Linked DNA regions of Anas platyrhynchos: regions 1 and 3 are each linked to region 2. A link is a contact called in public Hi-C data. All regions are on one chromosome and are shown on one strand. The core of a region is the stretch at or near the end of the contact, and the rest is flanking DNA. Distances in the headings are between cores, read along the strand shown.

Region 1 (2,700 bases), core at 87-2,586, 140 kb before region 2:
AGCACAGCCGGGCTACTGACTCTGTGAAGCCAAGGTTTCAAGTTCAGGAGTTGTTCTGGAAGGTTAGCTCTGTATTTACATGTGGAATTAAAAAAACAAAACAACACAACAAAACCACCTTAAATAGGGAGAGAATAGCTTTAAAATGGGAAGGGCAAGGGTTGGAAAGTGTCTTGTAGTGCAGTTCAGAAGAGTCAGTTGGGAACAGGTTGGGGGTAGTGGCAGAGTCGGACGCATGGCTTTAATGCGAGTCCTCCTTCTGGGACAACTCTGTCAGGATCTGGATGAGATTGTCCAGTCCCCAGAGGTAGCCATCCTCTCTGTTCCCTTCCACCCAGGGCACGTTGTGCTGCAGAACTTGTCCCTCTGGCAGCGGGGTGGTTTTCCCAAAGTCAATCATCCAGACTTTGGCTTGCTCCTTTTTGTCGTGAATGAAGAGGAGGGAGCTCCCGATCACCTGCGGAGACAGGGGGTCAGTTAGTTGTGCACCTGCTTCACATCAAACCCAGCTCTGACACCTCACCTAGAGCTGTGTTTGCAAGAGGTTATGCCGAGATTTTGCATGAGCAAAAGCAAGATCAGTGCTTTGCCAGCAGTGTTTGCCCATGCAAATCAGGCATTCAGACCGGCTGATTTATTCATACAATTCCCCGCTTCTGGCAGAAGAAAAAGGTCAGCAAAACACAGGCACAAAAGGTACAGATGTGATTGCGGAAACTGAGTCAAGGTTCCTGGGGAAGGAGTGAGATGAATCCCAGCCTCCTGACTGAAGGTTTTCCAAAGCTGGCTCTTGGTGGCTGGTTAGCACCATTCACACCCACCAACTCTGCAGGCATCGCTGTAGGAACAGGTATGCTCCAAGGACGAGGTACTTACAAACTGCTGCCTGAAACATCATTTGATAGCACCCAGATCTCCCCCTAGAGCATCCTGGCTTTTACAGTGCTCTGCACACACGTTATGGGGGTGACCAGACACAAATTTCCTCTTCCACAAATTCCTTCTGCTACTTTGGAGGGTTCACTCTTACTGACTGGCCTTCCAGCCACAAACCCCAGGAAAGCCTGCAGGTATTTTCATCTGTGAAGGTGAAGCGCATCGTCTGGATGTGCACAGATTTGGTGGACTGTGAGCCCACATGCTCGTGTCACATACGGGGACTTCAGGTGTGCAAAGCGCAATGGCCTCAGCACACACACCATGCTGTGCAGATACCTGGAAACAGGTCGCACACCACAACCTGGGCAGACCAGAGGAGGAGCACAGCTCTGGGGACATCCTGCTGGCATCAGCCCTTCGAGGCAGCAGCACTGAGTGCCACCAGGGACTCCCATGTCCGTCCTGTCACTGGGGTTTGCCTTTAGACAAGGGTTTTAAGCTGGATGCGTGTGCTGTTTGCGATGTATTCACATTTTCAAGGAGACTTCCTCCTCCAGTGCATTGGGAAAATCTCCAAGTTCCAGCAACATGCATTATTTCCCAGAAATGCTTATCTTCAGCTCTTCTCCTAAGCTCTTAGAGCCCTCTCTTGGCCAGGATACAGCATTTTAAGGAAAAGCCTTTTGCTGACGTTCTTTGCTTGCCTGGCCTGACTCACCAAGTTCTCTTGCAGCTGCTTAGAGGAGCCCCAACCCACACGGGGAGACGTGAAGGGCCTGGCAGCCCTCCTGCTATGCTTCATCTTGAAGTTTGGTGGAAAGTCAAAGCCTCTTCTTTACAATTTTTAAGGATTGGAAACTCCTTTCAAAGCCTCTTTGAAAAGGCTGTTTTGTTCCTGCATTTTCAAATGAACTCTTTGGCACTTCACTCCAGGGAGCATTTTGTTTCTGTCATTGAACTGACCCAAAACACTCAGCTGTGACATTTCCCTGGGTTTTCCCATTGCCATGCAGGCACTGCTGGGGGGAGGCATTCATCAAGGTCCATCAGAGGGGCAGCACAGCTCTGCTGGGCAGGGGGAGCAGCGACTCCCAACACGTTGAGCTAGGCATTATTCCTGCCCGTATGACAACATGTGCCAAGGAAATGCACTCTGCAGTTTGCCAGGTAGATGAAATGGCATGGAGAAACTGGCAGCCAAATGATACCTGACCTGTGCATTCAGGCAGGAATTTCTCCCAAGAAGACCTATTTTTAAACCAGGATTTATTTCCAGTCATATAAAACCATAAGCAGATCGAATTCCTTTGACATCACTTTTAATTTGTATGAACATTGATTTCCATTAGATCTGAGCCCGTGTCAGATGCATGAACACTATTTCAGTCACCTGCTGTCAGTATTAGATAAACAGGTATGGAAATATAAGAATAAATTCAAAACTGAAGAAATTTACAACCTCTGAATTTGACTCCTCCCTGAACAAGCTGGGGTTAAAGCAGTCAGATCTACCTACATGGCACCTGAGGAAGGGAACGTGAGCGTTACCTCATGGCACTTGAAGAAGGGGGATGTCTCCAGGGTGGCACGGATACCCTTCAGCCGGATCAGGTAGCTGTTCTGAAACCACAAAGGCAAACAAACCCTCAGTGCTGACCGTGTGCTCCTCACAAGCAGCCCTGCAAACTGCTAAAAGGCACTCAGGGCTCCTCGGGGCCCCTTTGGTAATTCATCTCTGAGGTGTGGGCAGGAGGACGAGGCACAGCCTGTGCACAGCAGGTACCCTGGCAATGTCACACAATTAAACTGCTCACGCTGTGA
Region 2 (2,700 bases), core at 191-2,690:
CCAACTGTCAGCCTGACCTCCCAAGTCCCATCACTAAACCACGTACCCATGTGCCACGTCCACATGCCCTTTATATACCTCCAGGGGTGGGGGCTCTCTCACTTCACTGGGAAGCCTATTCTGATGCTTGATCGGCCTTCTCTGTGAATAAATTCTTACACCACCCAAACCCCTGACATAATTTAACTTCCTCATCCTTATCAACATGCTTTGATTTTCTCCTCTTTATCCTGTCACTCACCTCTCGCTCATAGTCCCTTGTCGGTGCGTCACTGCCCTGGTCCAGGCCACCAGAGGACAAGGAGCCGTCTGAGGGCGATGCCATCGGCTGTCGCTTTGCTCCATAGCTACCTCCTGAGAATTCCCTCCGCAACGCGCTGCCATTCTGTGCAGATGATCCTAAAACACGCAGAGGAATTAAGCTGTGTTACAGATGCCTGGTCAAGGTACCAGAAATTTTGTTAGCTGTTCCTCTAGCTGTTTCTGCTTTCCTTCAGCACGTCCCAAGATGCTCAGCTCATGGCTTGCAGCTGATGTGGGCTTTTATCTCGTCTGATGCCAGACACAGTTTTTCCTAGGGATTCTCTGGTTCTTCCCTTGGCGTGTCAGAGTTAGCATGCTTTACACAGCACGGACAGAGTCACTGTGTCCCTAAAGAGACAGCAGTTGAAGAAACTGCTGTGCTGGCAGCCTCGTTACAGTTGCATCTCCCCAGGGAGTGCATAGGGTCACGCCAGCACATACAGATTCTAGCAGACATATGTGCTTTCTGCAAGCAGCTGGCTGTTTTCACATGCTCTATTATTTCATCACTTGTCTGGTGGCAGTGACCTGTGCTGACTGGCACATGAGGTAGCATGGCAGCACTAGGAAAAGGGTTTCCAATTCAGTGCAGCACAACACTTCCATACCAGCAGTCAGTTTCCCACTGCTTCCTCTGCACCAGCAGCAAGAGAGGCAAGTCAGCAACAAACAGAGTAACCATGGAACTTGAGAACAACTTGGCAATGATTTAAAACACTTAAGCAGCAGCAAAGTAGTCCCAAGGGTAAGAATGCTGTTTTAATTCTAACTTCCCTAAAACACTTGTGCATAGCCCCAACCCAACAGGTCTGTTTGCTTACTTGCTGCTAACCCGCTGCTTGCGCTCATTGATCGTCCTGGTTCTGTGCGGGACTTCGTGATCGATGGGATGCTGACGGAGCCACTGAACACAGTCCGACTTTCCTGAGGCCGAAGATTCTGCAATGCAGACACACAACAAGTTTTTTATCGACTGCTAGCTCAACCTTGGATGTTAGGAAGGAAGGCCCCAATACCCATTAACAACCCAACCTTACCAGGTATGAATTGTCTGAGCAGCATGTCAGCAAAGTTTGCAAACCAACTCTGCAGTTCTACATAACTTCCTATGGTAACCACGTTAATCCCTAATGCCTGCAGAGTTGTAACACCACCTGCTGGATCAGTCGTCCATTACTCGGGTGATTCTGAAGGGACTAACAGTGTTTCTCCAGACCTCCATCAATTGAACCAAAGTAACAATCCGCCTCGTGTTTCCAGCCTGGTCAAACAGGATGACCAGGGCACCCACCATCAGTTTTTCTATGTATTTCCATTGTCACTACCTGAGTTCCAGCGAGATTTTCTAAATTATTACTGGACTGAAGTGGTCCTTTACTGAGGGGAGAGATAAAACACAATGCATCTGCTTGGATACGGCAGTTCCTTAAAAATAGGTTTTGTCATTACGTGAAGGGAAAACAATACTTTCAAGTAACTAATTGGAGATGTTATTTCTGCTTCTGTTAACTTATAGCTAACTGTGGGGAAAAAGGATTCTCAGCTTAGTTAGCCTAAAGATGAGCTGGCTTTTTAACCCAGGATTTCTGATATCCTTTCTTATCATTTTATCTCTGCCTAAACACCAGACTAACATGATTTCCACTATTAAGTCACGAGCATTAAGTAGAGTTAAGTTTAGGGAACCTTTACAGATGCAGCATGTGGAAAGAACTGCAGGTAGCTCTGAGCATCAGTTTATTTCCATGTCACAAAACACTTTCAGCAGTAACTGTTAATTTCTTCCTAGCCATATTTAGTTATTTTCCCATCCACTCTCTCAGATAAGGTAAATAAAACACAATAAAACAACATTTTCTATTGCAATGCCTATTTACATCTATTTGCAGCAAAGTCATGCAAATTTCAGACCAGAACAAAGATTCCCCCACCCACCACCCCTCGGGTATTCTCAGCGACTTTCAGCTACCAACTATTTCTCCGGATATATTTTAAAGTGGATATTTAGATAAAGGCTTTGCAACGAATAGGGATTATATAGTGCAGACTTTATCAGACAATTGTTGCCAATCTGCTGTCAGTCCAACTTTGCAGAGACTTTAAGAGTCACTGCTATTACAGACCTCTTTGCTACTACACTCAAATCTTTGCTTTTCATCTCAGTGGACTAGAAACGACTCATTTTTAACACTCAAAAAACAAAGAAGAATTTAAAATCTCTCTCAAACACCAAAAAGAGACCTTACCAAGGGAGAAGCCCTGTTTAATTCTCCCCGTAACCACTTCTGCAGTGTTGTCAGTGAGGATTTATACCCAGAGGCTTATAAGGATTTATTTTAAATCACCTGCAGGATCACACAGCTGCCTCTTGCTTACCTTTTTTTTTTTTTTTTTCCT
Region 3 (2,700 bases), core at 166-2,665, 210 kb before region 2:
CAGTGACAACTGAACCATCAACCAGAACTGTAAAAGGACATGCCTATTTCTTGCCAGACTCTCCCCACAATCAGATTATATGGCTACCCTTTTGGCACCACAGCCACACAGCTGCCACACTGGGGTTGCTCTCAACATTCCTGGAAGTCACACACACCTCCGGCACTCAGTCACACGCTCCTGAGCTACGAGCTCATGTTTGGTGTTTTACTGGAGAACTGCTCATGGCTCTGTCCCTAGCATGAAGGCTTTAGGGGCACCAGCCGGCAGGGTACACAGAAGGGGGCAGATCTCCTTCACCACTTGAGCTGCGCACCTAAAGTGTGACTTCTCTCCGTGCAGGCAATGGAACCTCACAGAATCACAGAATTTCTAGGTTGGAAGAGACCTCAAGATCATCGAGTCCAACCTCTAACCTAACACTAACAGTCCCCACTAAACCATATCCCTAAGCTCTACATCTAAACGGCTTTTAAAGACTTCCAGGGATGGTGACTCCACCACTTCCCTGGGCAGCCTCCAGGCAAGCTAGACTTAGGTTTATGGAATTTCTCCCAGCACACCTCTGTCTACCACAGTTTCTTAAATAAAGTATGAAAAAACAAAAGGGAGACCAATTTGCTTTCTGGCTGCACGTATAGATAACAAACTGCCAAGTTCCAGGTGGAAACAAAAGTCCAAGTCATGATGCTGCTGGAAGACCTGGGTGCCCACAGCATGCCAAACAGTGGAAGTCAGGCTTCCACGCAGAGTTCCTCAGACAGCAATCCAAAGGAAAAGAGCAGATGCAGCAGAAACGGCACCCAGCTGGTGGCGTGCCCTGAGTCTCCTTTTAACCCCCCTGCGCTCTCTGCGGAAACCTCACACGTGGCCGCCCGCAGGGGGTTCCCCGGGAGAGAAGAAAAACGGCCCGCACACAGCGCCCTGCTGGAGCACGGGCCCTGCGCCTGGCGCTGCGCTCCGCAGCGAGGCACAGAAAGTCAAAATAAATAAATAAACAAATAAATAAATAAATAAATAAATAAATAAATAATTAAATACAGGGATGGGGAGCGGAGAAGCGCAGCGAGGGCACGGGGGGAGAGGAGGGGAGCAGGGGGCGCGGGGCCCGGGGAGGAGCCCCTGAGGCGGCTCCGTGAGGGACCCCCTGAGGGACCCGGGCCCAGCCCCCGGCCCCCCCGGCCCCCCCGGCCCCGCTGCCCCCGGGCCGTGCCGTGCGGTACCTGCACCATGAGGGCGAGGCGCAGCGAGTCCTTGGCGATGCTCTCGCCGCACTTCTTGCAGGAGGCGCGGCCGCTCTTGGCGTACTCAGCGCGGTACGGCTTCTCCGACGGCTCCGCCATCCCTGCCCTGCCCCTGCCCCTGCCGCCCGCAGCCGCTGCCTCCCGCCGCCTCACGGCCGCCCCTGCGCCAGGCACCGCGAGCCGAGCGCCGAGCGCAGCGCCCCGCAGCGCAGCGCAGCCGAGCCGGGGCCCGGCCGGATCGACCGCTCGGCAGGCGTCGCGCCGCGCCTGGCAGCGCCTCGAACCTTCCGCCTCGCCGCCTGAGGGGAGGGGGCGGGGGCGGGCAGGCGCGGGCACGCGGCGGGAGCGCGGCGCGGCCCCGCCCCTCAGCATGGCGGGAGGAGGGGGGGGGGCTGAGGGGACGCTGTGAGGCGGCGGCTGTGAGGCGGCCGCCTTCGCTCGGCTCTTCCTCCGCCACCAGCTCGCTGAGTGCGCTAGGTGGAGCTGCGAGCCCGCAGCCGGGCACATCTGGTCCGTGAAGCACCACACGAACACCGCACAGCCTGCACGGCACCCAGTTCCCTCACAGCTGCCTCAGCCTCACTGCACCTCAACTGCCCTCATGGCGCCCCTCAGCAGGGGCAGGTCCCCACACGCAGCCCCAGGGTCTCCCCCCAACAAATGCAGCCTCACAGCAAGCCACGCACACACAAAGGTCCCGAGTCAAGGCAGTGGGTTGTTTAACCCAGCTCCCCACTCGCACAGTGTGCCAGTAGCAGGGCCTGCTCCCCCAAACGCCTCCCAGCCCCCTAAGATTTGGGTTTCCTGCGTAGTGTCCCCAGGGGAAATTGTTCTTCCGTGAGACTGTCCAGTTCCTCTGAATATACCCTTCTGTTTATACAGTGTTTATTTACAGAGTACCAGAAACGGAGATAGGGCTTCTTGTTAGTGTTTCTGCCTTCTGGGGCTGCTTCCACTCCTAAAGCAGGGCAGCACTTTCTAAATAATAAAGTGCTTCTATACAACCTGCATCCTAGAGACCAGCAGGGATCTGTAAAATATCATGAGGTGGCCTACGGAGCCACGCACAGACATTCGCAGGCATGGAAACATGAAAGCATGCAAAAAAAAAGTGACAGGAACAAATGGCTGTTCAAAGTTTAGCCTTTGTTGTTGTTGTTGTGAAGTAAAGCCGCTAAATCAACACTATACAACATGGGTTTGGGTGGATTTTCTTTTTACAAGGGGGTAGGTGGCTCTTTAGTAACGTGTTCAAACAGTGCTTGAAAGGATCAGGTGAGCAGCTCTGTGTATTTTACCTCATTTTGAGAAGTGGTGTACTGGAGTCTGTATGGTTATAACCAGTGTAAGTCTTTCTGAAACAGGAATGCCTACACAAAGAATTACACCGTTATTATTCTAACTTTATTAAAACATAATTTCCTCTGTAGACAAACTGTCATCCTGATTTGTGGTG

The links. A called contact is a pair of places that touch in the nucleus more often than the background predicts.
Region 1: a contact with region 2 is called in a Hi-C map of F5 follicle, with 3 times the contacts expected there. The contact joins two enhancer-like sites. A contact is called at or near these places in 2 of 8 Hi-C or Micro-C datasets (F5 follicle and liver).
Region 3: a contact with region 2 is called in a Hi-C map of subcutaneous adipose tissue, with 2.5 times the contacts expected there. The contact joins the promoter of PARP1 here to the enhancer-like site in region 2. A contact is called at or near these places in 2 of 8 Hi-C or Micro-C datasets (liver and subcutaneous adipose tissue).

Annotation. Positions count from the first base shown.
Region 1 is chr3:20,010,592-20,013,291 of IASCAAS_PekinDuck_T2T, reverse strand. It overlaps ITPKB (inositol-trisphosphate 3-kinase B), which reads right to left. Exons shown (of 8, transcript XM_027453678.3): 7 at 2,428-2,499; 8 at 1-457. The coding sequence ends at 242. Among named protein-coding and RNA genes, the nearest start is that of STUM, 43 kb to the left of the region's middle. Within about 2 kb of position 1,336, at least 1 of the 8 cell types and tissues checked has an H3K27ac peak or open chromatin away from gene starts, as enhancers often do.
Region 2 is chr3:19,867,536-19,870,235 of IASCAAS_PekinDuck_T2T, reverse strand. It overlaps CDC42BPA (CDC42 binding protein kinase alpha), which reads right to left. Exons shown (of 37, transcript XM_072035491.1): 35 at 1,125-1,242; 36 at 242-399. Among named protein-coding and RNA genes, the nearest start is that of COQ8A, 46 kb to the left of the region's middle. Within about 2 kb of position 1,440, at least 1 of the 8 cell types and tissues checked has an H3K27ac peak or open chromatin away from gene starts, as enhancers often do. A contact at or near this core is called in subcutaneous adipose tissue, where this site is marked.
Region 3 is chr3:20,080,207-20,082,906 of IASCAAS_PekinDuck_T2T, reverse strand. It overlaps PARP1 (poly(ADP-ribose) polymerase 1), which reads right to left and starts at 1,415. Exons shown (of 23, transcript XM_038177158.2): 1 at 1,224-1,415. The coding sequence starts at 1,343.